Linked DNA regions of Zea mays: all the other regions are linked to region 3. A link is a contact called in public Hi-C data. All regions are on one chromosome and are shown on one strand. Each heading gives the region's core, a stretch centred on a gene start, on an enhancer-like site or on the middle of the called end of the contact. The rest is flanking DNA. Distances are from core to core; before and after follow the strand shown.

The links. Hi-C and Micro-C count contacts between places; a contact is called where the count stands out from the background.
Region 1: a contact with region 3 is called in a Hi-C map of ear, with 2.8 times the contacts expected there. The contact joins the promoter of LOC100281539 here to the promoter of LOC109945802 in region 3. A contact is called at or near these places in 7 of 25 Hi-C or Micro-C datasets (bundle sheath, ear, endosperm and 3 more).
Region 2: a contact with region 3 is called in a Hi-C map of endosperm, with 2.7 times the contacts expected there. The contact joins the promoter of LOC100278951 here to the promoter of LOC109945802 in region 3. A contact is called at or near these places in 2 of 25 Hi-C or Micro-C datasets (ear and endosperm).

The regions. Positions count from the first base shown.
Region 1 is chr4:129,290,161-129,292,860 of Zm-B73-REFERENCE-NAM-5.0, forward strand. LOC100281539 reads left to right here and starts at 1,327. Exons shown (of 2, transcript NM_001154457.2): 1 at 1,327-1,621; 2 at 2,267-2,700. The coding sequence starts at 2,308.
Region 2 is chr4:129,351,155-129,353,855 of Zm-B73-REFERENCE-NAM-5.0, forward strand. It overlaps LOC100278951, which reads right to left and starts at 1,334. Exons shown (of 1, transcript XM_008680499.4): 1 at 549-1,334. The coding sequence starts at 1,186. The coding sequence ends at 929.
Region 3 is chr4:129,514,961-129,517,660 of Zm-B73-REFERENCE-NAM-5.0, forward strand. It overlaps LOC109945802, which reads left to right and starts at 1,411. Exons shown (of 2, transcript XM_020552160.1): 1 at 1,411-1,513. The coding sequence starts at 1,411. LOC542670 (somatic embryogenesis receptor-like kinase 3) reads right to left here and starts at 1,518. Exons shown (of 11, transcript NM_001319769.1): 1 at 1,284-1,518; 2 at 448-580; 3 at 290-361. The coding sequence starts at 1,368.

The sequences.
Region 1 (2,700 bases), core at 77-2,576, 220 kb before region 3:
CATCGAATTTTGTCCTTAAAACGAGGTGTGACAAAGATATAACAATGCTATAATATATTGAGTAATGATGTCGTCATTGATTATAGATCCGGATCCTGAATCGTTCTTTTAGCAATAAAGACATGAAGAAGATGTGGAAGATCTATATTTAATTTTTTTCTTGTGGTGGCGCAAGTATTAAAAGATAGAATACAATAATGAAAATCCCTTTTTATTATTTGTTATAAAAATATAGACTTATTAGACAGAAATTAGAATTATTTATTATAAAAATGTATATAATTATTATATAGAAAGCAGAATCAAATAAGCCTAGGTAACCCGTTTCTTGACCACATGTGTTGTGATTTGTGAAGGTCATCTCCACTAGATTGTGTAATTGACCGTATAAAATACTTTTTGTACTATAGATTACACTATTTACAGATAAGTTTGATATAGTATGAGCTCGCTCGCATATAGAGGTGTTAATGGGGAATTCTCCACCGGGTTTGGACACCCCATCCCCATGAAACTATATTCATACCATCCTCATAACCACATCCATCATGGGTATAAGATTCATCTCATATCCATACTCATTCGGGTATCGGGTCTCCAATGGGTCTTCAATGAATCCCCATCCCCTACAAGAAAAATATTATCACATTATATTTTATATGACATTAAAAGCCACATGACACCAACAACAATACATCACCAATAAATCTGATATGTAACAAGAAAAACATTGTTTAACTATACAAAACAACAAAAATAAAGTGACACATGGACTGGTGGGTGGGGCAGTTGGTGGCTGGCCGCCTGGGTTTGGATGGATGGGTGCTTAAAAAGGTTAGAAGATGTAGGGTTAGTTGTTATACTTATTGCCAAATAGGTTGCACATCTAATTTTACATAGTGAATATTATTTATAGGTAATCGGGTTTGGACGATTGCTTGTCATACCCATACCCGTTTATCCAATGAGTGAGATTTTAACCCATATTCATACCCATGAGGATAAATTTTGTCCATACCTTAACTCTAAGGACTAGTTTGGAAATACCATTTTCTTAAGGGATTTATATTTTCTAAAAAATAAACTATTTTTTTGAAAAAATGAAAATCCTTTAAAAAAATGAGGTTTCCAAATCCTAAACCCTAAACCCGCCGAGGGCCCAAAACTAGTAGTCGAGGGTATCGGTCCCATTGACAAGCAGTCGAGGGCCCAAAACTGGGCCGCCGTCCCGCCGCCCGCCGATGGGCCAGGTCACCGATCCCGCACCGTCAGGTCGAGGATGTCCACGTGGTTCCACTCTGTACGCAACGCAAGGCGCCGTTCGCACTTCGCACGCAAACCCCTCCTCTCCTCTGCTGACCCCTCCTCTCCTGGTCTGGATTCCACCAAGCCGTGTCCACCAACCGGCCACCACCCCCGCTGCCGGCTCGCACCTCTCTGCGCCGTGCTCAGATTTGCCCCCCTCTGCCTGCCTGCTTCTACTACCTGCTGACACGGCGGTGCGGGTCGTGCTCGGTGGACGCCAGGGGGCTACCCCTACCCGGGATCCAGGATCGTGCTGTCTGCTCGCCCTCTCCTGCTCCTTCAATCCCATCGGAGATCCGTGCTGGCGTTTCCTCCCGTAAGCCCGACCACGGTCAACATCCAATTTCTCGTCCGATTCATGCAAAAACCATTATGGGCCCCGCGTACCGTGCGTTGTTTAGCCATCTTGAATTTCCATTTTTTTCCAGGATCGATGAATTAGCCTTGTTTAGGTTTGGCGGAACACGTACCGTGCGTTGCCAAATTCGAGCATTTTGCTATCATTATATTTGTCATGAATTTTAGGACCCGTTGATGGATTTTATTTTTCTTTGGGGGAGAATGGAGATGGGGATTTTGAAGTTAAATTCATGGTCCTGCTTGAGAATTTTTGGGGTTAGAGTCCTACATAGGGGTACAAATAGTCGATAAAATGAAATATATGTGGTATTGATATTTTTTCGTATTTCAATGTTGCCGAAGCCAATATTCCTAGGGCCACATGCCATGATACTAGTAGCATATCTGTGAACGCACATTGTGTGGTAGTGATGTTGACTTCCTCAAAATCTTGTTTGCAGGATGTGTTCATTTTCAAGTATTTTATCGCTTTGCCAGAAATCTTTTTTATGATGACTTAAAATGTCTGTAGCATATTAATCACAATTTTTAGACTTGTGCTCCGTCACTACATATGCCAGACATATATTGAAGCTCATGCAGCTCCTATTCTCAAACCCAGTTTCAGCGCCCAATTGTTTGGTTTGAAGAAATCAAGTTCAGATGGGCTCCATTCTAAGTGCTACTAGTACTACGGCTAAGTCTATGGATCAGCATGAGGCATCTGGAACAGATCCTAATAAGAGGGTGAAGATATCTACTTATGAGTATGGGTCAAACCCAAGGATAATTCCAACTCTTCCTGATGAGCTCTCACTCCAGATCCTGGCAAGGTCACCACGGATCCATTACCTTAACTTGAAGCTGGTTTGCCGAGCCTGGAAGGCAGCAATCATCGGCTATGAACTTTCCCAGCTGAGGAGAGAGCTTGGTGTAAGTGAGGAATGGGTGTATGTACTGACCAAGGCTGAGGCATACAAGCTCCATTGGTATGCCCTGGATCCAGTGTTTCAGAAATGGCAGAGGTTGCCACCGATGCCTTCTTTCGTCAATCAG
Region 2 (2,701 bases), core at 84-2,583, 160 kb before region 3:
CGCCGCTAAAACCTAATCACTGGCGGCGTGGGGGTGTTTTTATAGTGACGGCGTGGGACTGGATAATCGTGAGCGCGTGGGCAGGATCGTGGGCCCGATTCACGTAATATGCGCAGACTGTATTTGCATAAACTGATACACATATCAGCATAACTCGTATTATAATTTAGCGTAAGCACAGGTAGGTACAATAAGCCAAAAAGGGTCCGGTGCGGTCTGCACACCTCGTCGGGGCTTCCTGTAGTTAAATAGAGCCCAGGGCTCTAAATACTATATATATATATATATATATATATATATATATATATATATATATATATATATATATATATATATATATATATATATATATATATATATATATATATATATATATATATAGACACACATGATATGCTGTCATTTAACCATCCTTGTTTGGTGGCTGCTCTCCTTAGTAGTGATCAATAGACTGAAGGCAGGCCGACCCATTTTCAGTGTGCTCGGAGCAGCCATCAAAATTCAAAAAGCTGAATCACTCGTAATTTAAGTTACGCATAACTTGGACGTTCATATGATAAACATTTAATTATCGCAGCCATTACACACACAGGGAAGACAATATTATAGCTGAAGTAAATTATATAGTATAGCTTGGGCGCTTGGCCAATACGTTTTGCCATTTCACGTAACTTGCACTGAGTTACCACTTACCAATGAAACAACACGATCGATCTCAAGCGAGTGAACAGAGAACGAAAGAACGAACGAACGAAGGCTACACAAGTAGTACACAACAACACAATCCTAGCTAGAAAAGCACGCACTCTGTCTCTGTTTGAGTGGTTTCGAGCAGGCCACGCACGTGCTCGTGCTTCGTCTTCGTCTCCCACACGGCTGATCTATCGTCCGGCAATGGTGGGCAGCGAATTTGTTGGACGGAGCTGAATCAAGAAGACGAGGCTGCTTCTTCAGCGCCGCTTTCGGGTGGCGACGACGACGCGGCCGCTTTTGGGTGCACCTTCTTCTTCAGGAGCCCAAGCAGGCGTCGTCCTCTGCCTGAGACCTTCTTCTCCGCGAGGCGGCCCTGCTTGCTCGTCTTATCGTCGGCCGCCGCCGCCGCCGCCTCCATGCGCCGGAGCTTCTCCTTGCACGCGTTCTTGAGCACGTACGCCTCCACCAAGTCTCCTCCCATCATGGACGCCATGGCGAGATCTCTTAGCAAGCTAATATCTTTCTCCTCGGATCTTCTCCTATATATGTCTGCTCAAATAAAGCTGCCTGAACGAACTAGCTCTGCTGCTGCGCGGTCTCTCCGTGACCCGTGACGTTTCGAGCTGGGTTGAGCTTGCGTTGCGCTGCTTCTAATTTATAGCCGGCACGATATAGGGCGGTGAGCGGAGCATGGGCCGTAGACTTTTTGGCACGCGAGCAGAGAAAAAAAAAGGCTAGGAAACTGCCAGAGCGGCGGAGAATCTCGGTTACTTGGGCCGCGCGGAAGCTATCGCCCTCGTCCGCAACTCCGCATGCTGAAACACTGATGAATTTTCCGCGATGTCACGCGTGACGCACCAGCCGGCCGCACCAAGTCTCCCGTGCAACGCCAGGGTCGTCGGTCGGGGTTCGGCTGGTGTTCCGTTGGGGGCCGGGCCTGACGTCACGGTCGCGGGTAGTCCTCCAGCGTGTGAATTCCGGTAGAGATTGGTGCAGTGCCGGCTAGTGAGAGAGTCCGTCGCGGCGGCGAAGACGGGTTCCGTTATTGACGCGCGGCCGGTCCAAGCGTCAAACGTGCACGTGACTTTATGGTTCCCGCGTGGAAAGTAGTCTTTTACTTCTAAAGTCGCTAAAAATTAAATTATTTCTATTGGATTTATTATAAGAAAAGGGACTATATTTGTGGCATTAAATTTGATATCATTATATGTATGTATGCACGTAATAAAACATTTTTATAATATATTTATCTGGTGCTATAAATATTATTGTCTTCTTTACAAAGTTGAAGCTACTGAATATAGTTTGACTTAATATAGTTTGACTTAGGAGATGTTTAAGGACTAATTTTTTGTCCTACCATTTTATTCCATTTTAGTCTCTAAATTGCTAAATACGGGCATATTTAGCAATTTAGGGACTAAAATAGAATAAAATTGAGAGACTAAAAATTAGTCTCTATAAACCAAACACCTTATTAAATGCTTGTTCGGTTAGGAGTGAATTGAGAGTGACTGGAGGAGATTAAATCACTTTCTAGTCAAAATTAAATAAAAGGGATTCAATTCCCCTCAATCCTCTCCGCTGTGGGTGAAATCGACATGCCCTAATGTGGTTATAGGAGTTGATTTTTTTTGTGGGTCAAGGGGGATATGGAAGGGGTAGTTTTTTGCCTACCGCAAACGTAACTGATTGCTGAAGAGCTAGAGAGAATTAGGCGTTAAGATCAAAAGAGATATAGGGATACTTCTCGGTGCCTTATCCTCTGCGACATCGATGGTGATCCTTCACAAATTTTGCACGCCTATGCATGTCGATCTAACATGTTGCTTTGTCTTGAAGAGTAGCACGACGACATCTACATATGCTTAATCGAATGACATAGTACAACACGTACGAGCCCCTCTAAACACGACATGATGGTACCGAGCCTAGAACGACATGGGAGTGAGCTATAGTTGTGCCCTGTTGTGCTCGCTGGACATGGCAAAGGACTTGATCATGTTGT
Region 3 (2,700 bases), core at 161-2,660:
GCCCCCACAAATAAGAGAATGTGAGGAATTGGATTGCGATGGTGTGGGCCAGGCTTAGGATGTAATTTAAAACAAATCAGTTAATTAAGACTGCTTTAGGATTAAGTTTTTTTTTTTTTTGAGAAGTGGTTACTGGACCATTTTTTTGAAAATTCTGACGCTTCCCCAGACCCCGCACAGTGCGGGAAGCCTACGGCAGTGGGTACTCCCTTTTTTCTGACGCTGCGTACAAGAGACAGAAAATCCACATCTTGAAACAGTTAGAAAAAACAAAACATGCAGAACTTACAAATATTGGAGATTTTTCAGCTGACCAAGCTGTGGCACTAGGACGCCAGATAATTGTGCATTTCCAAGGTCACTGTGAAAGTGGGGACATTTAGAACCAGAAGGAGAACATCACTAACACTTTGAAATGAATATATGAGAGCTTTTTCATCGACTTACACTCTGATAACACTGTTATCGCTGTTACACGTAACGTGAAACCATGTACATGGATTAACAAGAGTGGAATCCCAACTCTGCAAGACATTGTTCGTATCTATCAAGCTCTGCCGCAGGCTGTATAGAGCATCGCCTGTGGACAAAAGGTAGCATGATCAGCAGCAAGTATATTTCCAGTTAAGATGAACAAACATATAAGAAATTCTACAGGTGATGAGCTTGTATGCAAAATCTGTAGAAAAAAAGTATGCTGCCTAGGCAAAAGCAATGCGATTGAAATTTCCAAAACAGAAAAGATAAGAAAAGGGGAAGTTCACAAATCACAGAGATTAGTAGTTATTACAGTTGGCCTTATGCCCTTATCCATTGTTATTAGTACTACAGTATCCGATGTTCTTCTATTCATGGTAGACCATGGGGACACATCCTACAAAACTATACTTTTCAATTTCCATCTCTGGAGACAGATGATCAATAACATCCCAACCGCAGAACTAGCAAAAAGTGTTTCTGTCACCAGCAGAAAGAACCGGTCAGACAATCCCACTTCAAAGTCAACATTAGCAATCCAATTGAACTCCTTAGTTCTGGAGGACGATATTACCATAATTTCCATTTACAAACGAACTAGGCTATGCTTGGTGGTCTCTCTTGCCTCGCTACCGGAAGTAGACTCAAAGATGTACTGAAGACTGAACGCCCAAACGAGAGAAGTTCATGGCATAACGAAAGAAACTTCACAGGACAAAAATTCTACGCTTTCCACGAAATCCAACGAAACTTGGGATAAATCCAAACCATTACTAGTGCGTATGAGATGAAGCAGGAGGACTCACCCTCGGTGTTGGCGACGACCCGGCCCGGCCAGAGCAGCACCGCGACCGCAAGGACCACCGCCCACCACCTCCCTGCCGCCGCCATTCCAACTCGAGCGCCAAGCGGGCCCCACCACCTCACCGACGCATGGGCGCGCGGGTCCACCACCCCAGTGCTACACGGCGGTTCCCGGTCTGCCGCGCCGCCGCCGGCGGCCTCTCCTTCTCCCTCTTCCTCCTGAGCTCACGCGGTGACTCCTCCCTCCTGTCCCTCGCGAATGGGGGAGTTTTTTTACTTTCCTGGACGAATTCTCTGTAGCTGGAACCGAGTGCGGCTGTGCGCGTGTGTATGTGTGCATGTCCCGACCTAAATTGTTTTTCTACTACGCGGTGGGACCATCGCCTACGCTCACGGAAGAAGGGGGCGCTCCACCGCGGTGACCTCCACAGCAGGTGACAGACGTGCGGGACCAGAGAAACCCTGGGCCCGCCTGGAAGCGAGAGAGTGGTTGTGACGGAAGGTGCAGGCGCGGGTGATGGTCGGCGTGCTTCCGGGGAGTGGGGTGGGTGACTTTGATGGAGCTAGTGGCTAGTGGACGGAGAGGAGGGAGGGGGAGGCGCGGGCCCCACCGGGGCGGGCATCTGCTGACATGGCGAGGTGACCGGGGCCAGGAATCACGTGGACACGGTCCTCGGTACGCCGGTCTCGTTATTATTAGAGATGATTCGAATTGGATATGCACGAATATGAATTTGAATGGTCACTATTTATCATATTTTAATTTAAATATAGATATAAATACGAATATTATCAAATAAAATATAAAATGAATAGTTCGAATTCGTATACTCACATGACTTAGAACATAATATTATAATGATTATTAATTTGTTATAGGTGACAAAAAAATCATGTTACAAGTAAATTATAATCATAGCAATAGATACCTTATTAGCATATTCATTAATAAAAATATAGTATTTAACAATAAAAATTTATGTCATGTTTATAAATATATGTACCACATTTACATATTATTTTACAATTTCAATAAATAGATATCTAGTAATTCATTTAATTGTTATAAAATAGTAAAAATGTTAAGAAATTTAAATATGTCATTCCAAAATGAATGAAGTATATGAATGTGTGCACCAAAATTTAAATAAAAATAATGAACAAATCAATCTATATATTGTAAAGTGAAGAGTTGTAGTTGATTAGATATTTTGGATTCTAAATATTTTTTTATACTAGGTATATTTGTATTTTGGACTCAAAAAATCCCAATAATGTAATGTATTTAGAATTAATTTTTTAATATTAATTAATTTTATCATTTTATGTCACTAGTAATATAACATTACTATAATTATTTATTTATCATATAAATATTTTTAATACTTTAAATGGTGTACATAATTTTTCTAGCATATT